2 separate regions of the Pan troglodytes genome follow, and region 1 is linked to region 2. Evidence: chromatin contacts called from public HiChIP or PLAC-seq data. All regions are on one chromosome and are shown on one strand. The core of a region is the stretch at or near the end of the contact, and the rest is flanking DNA. Distances in the headings are between cores, read along the strand shown.

What was found. HiChIP or PLAC-seq counts read pairs in DNA pulled down with a chosen protein or histone mark.
Region 1: a contact with region 2 is called in an H3K4me3 HiChIP or PLAC-seq map of stem cell-derived excitatory neurons, with 3 times the contacts expected there. The contact joins the promoter of MDH1 here to the promoter of UGP2 in region 2. A contact is called at or near these places in 1 of 7 Hi-C or Micro-C datasets (stem cell-derived neural progenitor cells) and 1 of 1 datasets of contacts at active chromatin or transcription factors (stem cell-derived excitatory neurons).

The regions. Positions count from the first base shown.
Region 1 is chr12:59,133,138-59,137,689 of NHGRI_mPanTro3-v2.0_pri, forward strand. MDH1 (malate dehydrogenase 1) reads right to left here and starts at 1,514. Exons shown (of 9, transcript NM_001243069.1): 1 at 1,436-1,514. The coding sequence starts at 1,438. All of the region lies in intron 2 of WDPCP (WD repeat containing planar cell polarity effector), which reads left to right.
Region 2 is chr12:58,884,761-58,889,415 of NHGRI_mPanTro3-v2.0_pri, forward strand. UGP2 (UDP-glucose pyrophosphorylase 2) reads right to left here and starts at 2,204. Exons shown (of 10, transcript XM_063789787.1): 1 at 1,868-2,204. It overlaps WDPCP (WD repeat containing planar cell polarity effector), which reads left to right and starts at 2,832. Exons shown (of 19, transcript XM_054678456.2): 1 at 2,832-3,061.

The sequences.
Region 1 (4,552 bases), core at 264-2,763, 250 kb after region 2:
TCTCAGCTAGTAAAAATAAGTTTTCAGGGAGTTGAGTACACTGTCTCTCCCCCGCTGCGAGACCTCACTGCGGTGGTCCCTATAAAAATAAAAATTCAGAAAGACTTGGTAAGTGTAAGACACAATATAGAAAAATGGCAAGAGTGTGAGACTCTTGGGGCAAATCACATTCTCTCTGGGTCTCGATAAACTCAATTTTAAGATCTGAAGTGGGGAGATTCGTCAAGATGGCCTTTAAAAGAGCCCATTCAGTTCTAAAAGCAAAAAGTCCAAGGTTCTCAGATAATAAGTACCTCTGCTTTCTAGCTAAGGTTATTAGGACAGAAACTACCGAAACCATAATTTAAATGACTAATTATGTGACAAAACATTTAGGAAACCTAGGTTTAACACCTACTGGAAATTAGTAGCTGTCTCCACTGGCCCCGTTAGACAGGCAGAGAGAGTAATGCCCTTGCCTTGAAAACGTGTCTTTTCAGGTTCTGGGAAATTTCCAATTCATTCAAACATTTCTCCACATTCTCCAGCCATTTTAGTATTTTGCAGATAAAGTAGGAAAAACAGTCGCAACTATAAATACAAGCCATTGTATTGATAGTATGAAGCGATTTCTCTGAGTTTGATGACAAATGTCACCTTCAAGCAGTACGCAGATTATTCCTACGCCAGAGTTCCTTCATCAACTCTCCCCCTCCCCCTCTCTTTCAGCAGAGACAAGCGATGGAGATGCAGGTTACCCAGGTCTTCCATGACAAAATGGTTACTCTGTTACATTTAAGAGAGGTGCTTCTGGAATTCACAACATACAGTTCAATAAAGAATATTTGCAGTAGTTATTTGGTTAGTGATGCTGTCACTTCAATATGTCCTGGCATTACAAAAAAGGTCAATGAACGGGTTCCAAATAACATTTTGAGAAATTAGATATGGCGGAAACACGTCTCCTGCAAACGCAGATCGTAATCTGGAGCACCTGGTAAATACTACCTTTCCAGCTTTTTGCTTTCAAGGTCCCTGTGACAAAAGCCGTTATAAACACTGTGGGCAAATGAGGAGAAAAAGGGGTTAGGACCCAACCTTTCCCTTCCATCGCAAACCTTATCGTCCTTATCAAACACCGTAACGTCCTTTGGAAAATAGCTGCAGCGTCGCATTTTGTCCTCCCGCCATGCAGCAGGATTAAGATCGCTCCTCTCCCAGGACAACTACTTCTCCAGAGTCCTCCTAAGAGCGCCCCATACCCCGCAAGGTGGAAATCAATCCCTTCCCATTACTGGGTCACTGCGACAATCCCCAGAAGATGAGTCCGAGCTTGCCAAAGGGCGCGAAGGACAGTGCCTTGCACAGCTGCCTCCCAAAAGTCCCTAAAGTGCAAGAAACCCCACACAAGGGCGCGAGAGCCAGAGGTGGGCAGGAACCCGGGGCCCACACTCACCATGATTGAAAACTGCGGGGACAATTTCAACAACTGCAAAATGAGCCTCAGAGAGTCAGGTCACCTCTACCGCGGAACTGACTCGGAGAGGGCGAGCGGTGTTAGCGAGAAAAGGCTCCGCTCCCGACGCGGCGCTCTCTGGGAACTGTAGTTTACGCTGCCCTGGTTGTGGCGCAATCTCCAAAGCATTTCCTTCAAGTGTTGAACTACACTTCCCGATACCAGAGGTTTTTTTCAAGCTCTTCTCACTGCGCTCTGCGCCGATTGCAAAGTAGTCCCTGAGGATGAGCCTCTGTGATTGGAGGACGACAACAAACGGATGGTTTGGGCTCAGGAGGAAAGGACCTGCCTGATGGCGCCCGGCAATTGGCGGGAGAGATAGCGTGTGTAACTCTAGGGAGGGGAGAATCACCCCTTAGCGACATCACCCCCACGCGCGTGACTGAGACTGCATCCTCCCATGAGGGTAAACGTGGGAGGTAAAGAGACCTTCCGCTGCGTAAAGCTGGATCGACCCGGAAACAAAATCTTTTAAAAAACGATTGACACTCTGGAGGGGCGGGGGAATTGATAAGTTGGGACTACCGGACAGCTTCTCAGGTTGCTAAGCGACGAGGCGGGAGCGCACGCACACCCTGGCTGCTTTGTAGCACCTGAGGAAACTGTGGCGGCGGCGGCGGCGGCGGCGGCGTCCTGGAGACCCAAGAGACCAAGCGAGCGTGTCGCTCCCTCTCGGGTCCGAGGACCTAGCCCAGGAACCTTCTGCCCGGGGTAGTGTCTGGTGATGAGGCGAGAGTTTTGCTGGGACGCCTACTCCAAAGCGGCCGGGAGTCGCGCTTCTTCCCCACTCCCGAGACAGGTGAGCCCTGGCCCGAGGGCAAGGGGTTTTCTTTTAACCTTAGGATCCGGAATGCGGTTGGTGCGCCGTCCCGCTTTGCTTTTATCCGCTGTGCGGATGCCTGCAAGCTCGCCGGTCCCTTTTCTGAGCGGAGTATGAGGGCTGTGGGAATGCAGCTATTTTGGAGGGGGTGGTGCCCTGGAGTAGGTGCACCCCCGACCCCAAATGGAGCTCTTCCAGAGTTATATCAAAAATATTTATTGAGCATTTACTTTGTAGGAGGTGAGCCTCTCCCTCCAGGAGGTCACAGTATACGGTTCTAATTTGCTCTAAGCCCTCCGTGAATGTTGAGTTTTGTCCATTCCCTTTTGGAAGAAACAGGATGCGCCTTAAACCATCTTGAGTCTTAAAGTTATGCCAAACAGGCATTTCTAAGGAAAGGCTGGCAACTGAAGGGGAGACACTGGTTGTTTAGTCAGTCAGTCTCAGCTGGTAAAACAACTTAAGAGGTTCTCTTAAAAATTAATGCTGCCAAGAGAATTGCTGTGCTTTTTGAAAGCTTGTTTCTTGTGGATGTTAAAAGGAAGATATGATGCTCGGGAGTAGCATACACAGCATATACGTAATGAAAATGAATAAAACATCTCTATTAGATAACATTGTTAGAACTTCCGTTTTTTCTCTGTCACTGATAAATGAATGCCAAGAAATATCTTTCAATTTTTCTCTATTTCATTTTGGAGGATTTGCTATTTTTGGAAAGAAATGTAATGCTTTACTTTTAGCATTTATTAATATCATACCTGAATGACTCTCCTTGTATCTCTTTATTCATTTGGCTCTCAGACCACATACTTTCCTGGTTTTCCTCTTTTGTTACTGGTTCTCAGTTCTGCGGAGTTTCTAAATTTTTTTCAGTTGTGATCTCTTAACATTGGGGTGCCTGTATTCTCTGTCTATACTAAATCCCTCAGTGAGCTAATTCATAAGTTGCATCACTTCAAATGCTACTTTTAATGTCAAAAATTCTCAAATTTTTGTGTCTAGTCCTGAATTAGTAGGTGTGCATTATTCTCAAACCTAGGTTCTCTGAGTTTTACTTTTTACTCTGAGCAGTTACGAAAAATTTCTCCCATTATCCTCCTAAATGAATTCTTCTACTAGCTGCTAACAGAAAGATTTTTCCATGTTGTTGTCCTTAAAAATATCATGATTTTACCTAATGTAAATGACGAGTTAATGGGTGCAGTACACCAACATGGCATATATACGTACATATGTAACAAACTTGCACGTTGTGCACATGTACCCTAGAACTTAAAGTATAACAAAACAATCTCATGATTTTTGTCCTTGATTTACAGTGAATTTTACAAGGGAGACTTTTTATAACCAGAATTCTCACTGCAGTCCTATAGCAGGACAGGACATTCCCATACTCCAAGAAGGCCACAAACATGTAAGCCCTCGTATTCCCATCCAGTCCAGATACACAGAATTGAAGTCACCTGTGTGGTAGTTCATGGGCCTTGTTCTGTTTATTGCTAGTTGCCCTTGTAAATCAAGTTAAGGAGCATATTAGCACTGATTGTAAGTTACTTTTCTCAGGTAATATAATACACTGCAAGAGAAGATGTTTGGTAAGGTGGGTATATCAGCACATTTCCAATTATACTAATAAGATTGTCCGTGTTCTCTTCCTTTTGAACCGTCTTTGGTAATAGCTAATGTCAAGTAGCACAATATATCATTGCACTTTCACTGTGAGTTTGAATCTCCAGGTGGTTTGTGAATGTGTTGCAGACATTCATTTTTTGTTAAGGCAACAAACAGAGCATTAAACTGTTATGCTATATTTGGAGATATGCTTAACATTTTTTTTGCCCAGCCTCGCGTTATTTAGTAAGGTAATATTTAATTCAAATTGTAGAAAATGTTTGAAATACCATTCTAACAACATCCAGCAAAGATATTAAAGGATCATTAAGTTTCAATTGATACCCAAGGCACTTCGGAACTCACAAGATCTTATGCTTTTTTATAGTATACAATTATTTAACCACAGCTAGGCGTGGTGGCTCACACTTGTAATCTCAGCACTTTGAGAGGCTAAAGCCGGAGGACTGCTTGAGTCGAAGAGTTTGAGACCAGCCTGGGCAATATACTGAGACCTTGTCTCTACAAAAAATTTTTAAAAAATTAGCTGAGTGTGGTGTTGTGCACCTGTAGTCCCAGCTCCTCAAGAGGCTGAGGTGGGAGGGTTGCTTGAGCCCAGTAAG
Region 2 (4,655 bases), core at 954-3,453:
TACATTTATCAGGAAGCATAATAAGTGTTTGTGAACTTTACTAGCTGTGTGTTCATCAAGATGGCTGAAGCTTTCACACACTGGAGTCTACAAGGAAAGAGTTTACTTGCATACCAGAAGGCAAATCTCATGCTACAAACTGGTGTCAAAGGTTTATGCCAGCACCAATTTCAGTGAGTACACCGTACACACATGCATTCATATACACGTTACTGATAATCTCAGTTGAGGCATTCCCTAACCCTTTTTAAATACACATGTGGAATTTAGAGAGCAGTTTTCAAACTTCAAAGGAACCTTAATCATCTTTTCATAGTTCAAAAAAGGAAAAAATAAACACAGCAATGCAGCAAAGTCATTTCTCCAGCTGAAATGACCTCCAGCTTCTTCGGGCTACTCCCAGTTTCGCAATAAGTGAATCTGAGACGCAAACCACGTACACACAAACGAAGCAGAAGCGGAGAACACTAAAGCTTCCCCAACAGTCCCGGCAAAACCCACCTGGCCTTTCTCAGTCCTCCCGCTTCCCCAGCCCTTCCCGTCTGCGTGCACGCACAGGTACCTTGACACAGACCAGGAAAAGAGAACAAGGATTAATTAGCAGCCAAAAATCCTGTTTTATCACTTACAGCCACTATCCAGGAAAGCGACGGTACTACTAACCTGATTTCAGGGAGGCAAAACTAAACCCAGCAGGGTACAGGAACATAAATTATACGCGTCTGGAACGTCAACCCAGCAGCTCAAGGCAGCTCAGATGACAATTCAACGAAAAGGGTTTCGCAAATGTTATCTCAAATGAACATTTCCACTTCCAAACCACCCACCAACCTCTCCACTGTCAGTACCCAAATTCGCCTGAAGCAACTCGGGATATAAGCAGCAGCATTTCTTACCTTGTACAAATCTCGACATTTTAGGGGCTTAGTAAAATACTCCGGCTTTTTTTTTTTTTTTTCTAGAGGAGTCACGCTATAGGGCAGGTCTCTCTTCCTCTCCTGCTTTAACAACCGATGTATTCTTTCTCCTCCTATATTTAACTACTTAAGGGAGTATTTATTCAAAGCGATTAAAACTGGCTCAAGAAAAAAAAAGAAAGAAAGAAACTCCTTCCCCAATTCCAAAAGACGGAAACTTGGTGCGACTGAGTCGGTTTGGGAACTCCTGAGCTCCGGACACAAATGAGGGCCAGCTGGAGACTCCCGGAAAAGGTAAAACCACACGAACTTAAATTTCTTCAATGAAAGAGGCGGACCTACAGCGGCTATTTCACCGCCCCCCAGTCCCCACGCCCTCCAGGGCTGGACTGCAGGAGGCTCTGGCAGGCCGCGCCCCTAGCTGCCCCCTCCCCGCGCCGCCATCCAGCCCCCAACCGCCTCCCCCGAAAACCCCGGTTAACAGCGGCTCCCGCCCAAGCAGGGGTCGGGGAGGCGGGCGAGGCCGGCAAGCGGGGGCAGTGCAACCATTTTCACCAGCCATAAACATCCTGGGACTAGGAGGCGCTACCAATTCCACGCTCTGGCTGGCCGACCAGTCGGGGCCTCAGCTCCCCGCCTTCCCGCCTCAAGCAGTGAAACCCGGCCGCAGCTTTTTCTCGGTAGGGGCCGAAGGCTACGCTGCCCCTCCCCCGCAGCGGACACTAAGGGGTCACCGGCTAGAGGCAGACCCGTGCACCGGCGCGGGAGTCCCAAGGGAGGGCACCGACCCTTCCCGCACATATTCTCGCCCCGCCTGCCCTGCGCTCCTCACAATCCCAAATTCCACCTCCGAGACCACACAGCGGGCCAGGGAGAGCGGGAAACACACTCATCCAGGGGGTCGCCGGAAGCCCAACCCCGCCCCTCCTCAAGCCGCCAGCGAGACCCACCTTCCTCTTCCTTTAGCAGCTGGGAAATTGGGGGCGTTTATGGCGCCCCGGGAAGAAGGCTCGCAGGCTGAAAGTCACCTCTGAGGCGCCCTTCTCTCTCTCTCTCTTCCCTCACACATGCACACCTTGAGCCCCTCCCTAACGGTCGTAGCCCAGCTGCTAACCCCCCCTTGTCCACCCGTCAGCCGGCTCCCGACACCCACAGCCCCTACTTTCTCCTAAACACCTCCCCTCCCCCTCCATTCGGAGCAGCCCCTTCAATGCGGAAATGTCCCTGCCGCACGGACCGACAGGCGCAGCCGCCAGTCAGGAGCCGAGGCGGACGCAGGCTCTGGCCAATGAGACGTGCGGAGGTGGCAAGGGGCGGGGCGTTGCGGCACTTGAGAGCCCGTCGGAGTTGGGCACTGAGCAGTACGCGGGGATACCGCGCGTGGGAGCAGTACTTACGGCGGCGTTGCGGCCAGGGAAGCCTCGCCAGTATATCTCAGTGAGGGAGAGCACCTGAGCACGACTGGTTATTTTTCCAATCAGTAAAAATATTCCCGCTGACTAGGGACTAAAGAAAGCCCTGCGGATAGAGCCGGAGCTCCCCACCGCAGCTGCCCCGAGGGAGCCCAGACGCTTCTCAGGGGACGCTTGCTCCCCCCATCACATCTGGTTGGGGGAGGGTGAGGATGCGTTAGGGAGTAGGCATTGGCCTGTGTGGGCCAGCTAACAAAAGGAGGGTTTAGGCATTGAAGAAAGTGACAAGTGAAGGCTCCCTCACCGGAACCACCACCATCCCCATTGCCCCGGTTCCTAATCCTGTAGAGATTTCTGCTGTGATAGGCGTTTACTTTTCTCTTCAACGTGGAACTGGCTTAAGTTACTCCTCAAGAGATGCTTTGCTTTTGGTAGATTCTTGAAGTCCTCAAGGAAAGAGGATGTTACACGGAACTTGACACTAGCCTGGGGACTGTTACAGGGCCAGCCCGCGGCTTGTCAAATCACACCTGGTACCGTCAACCCCACCTGCACCTAAGACTCAGTGTGGCTGGCAGCGAGTGCATTTCAGACTTTGCATTTCCTCTTTAAGACTCAAATAGCCTGCACCAGGACCGATGAATTGCCAGCGCCTTCTCTTAAGTGCCTCCAATAAACAAGTACAGTAATTACAGAAGAGTTTGAGGCTTTGGGCAACACTAATCAACCAAGGTAAAGTGAGAATTTTTTAATGACTCATTGTCTAAACAAAGGAACTTTGATTTTTTGGTTCTACGTCTTTATATGGAAATGTTATTAGAACAAACAACACAGAAAAGGCTAGTGAAAAATTGTTATACTAGAGAATGACAACCATTGGTACTGTGTTTCTTACATGAAATCCAAAAAGATTACACTCAAAACCTCTCGGCCGTAAAACGAATTTTCCCCAGACAAAACAAAAAAAGTGTCTAAAATCCAGATGTCTACAGTTTAATAACAGCATTTGGAGACTGAAGATCTTAACAAAATCTCTACATCCTTTGTATACAGTACAAAAATTGTTCTAGCACTGAAAAAGCAGTCTTTACCAATGAGCATTAGTACCAAAATAAAATACTACCAAAAGATTTGGGCCACGTAGGGTTACTTAGCCTGCAAAAGATGAAGGACAATGAAGAGATTTATTTGTTGTTGTTGTTTTGTTTTTGTTTTCGTTTTGAGACGGAGTCTTGCTCTGTCGCCCAGGCTGGAGTGCAATGGCACAGTCTAGGCTCACTGCAACCTCCGCCTCCCGGGTTCAAGCGATTCTCCTGCCTTAGCCTCTCGAGTAGCTGGGACCGCAGGCTCGTGCCACCGCATCTGGCTAGTTTTTGTATTTTTAGTAGAGGCGGGGTTTCGCCATGTTGGCCAGGCTGGTCTCAAACCCCTGACCTTGTGATCCGCCTGCCTCAGCCTCCCAAAGTGCTGGGATTACAGGCGTGAGCCACCGCGCCTGGCGAGTTTTTAATTATACAAGGTTTATTATAAGAAACGATGATCAGTTACTGTATTTTCTGCCTTCATGGAAGATTAAAAAGGAAATGGGTTTTAATTGCAGCAAGAGCATTTGTTAATACCTAAGAATGGCATCTTGATTTATGAGTGATTGAATATTGAGATACAGTACCAAAGGTTGTTGTACACTTGCTGCCTCAAGAACTCTCCAAAAGGTAACTAACTACCCATCTTCAGGGGTTACATCTGTAACTACTCAGTCACTAGTTCTTAGAGAAGTAGCACTCTAGAAGCTTAGTTTCCAAATATTTCCAAACAGTACTTATAAAATGAAATTTCTGTATACATCGGTATAAATTTAAATTTTGAACCCACAAACACTTTGTAAACGAGCTTCCCACTCTCTCAGAGCCACTAAGAACAACCTCACTTGACAAATCCTGTGGAGATAGGAAAGAAAGAGGTGGAGTTCTTGATGGCCATGGAGCAAAGACATGCTTAGAAAGCAGTTACCTATTTCCCTTTATATATTTCAGTCATTGAAAAATTGCTTTCTCTGGGCAAGTGTGTGTATCTTTAATCCTTTTTTTCATAAGATACTACTCTGGAATATCCCTTCAAGGTGCATGATGTTGATCATCTGTATCATTAGAAATCTGTAACATCGGTAGATTTATAGATTTTACCTTTGCAGAAACCTGGGGTGGGGGGATCCAAAGAATGAAGATGGGGGCTGATAAGAGTGTGTACAGGGTTAAGGAGGTGGAGTGAAGTGGATTGTGAATTAGAAAGAAAGCCTGGAAGCCAGTTTTTGTCTGGTTCCATATGC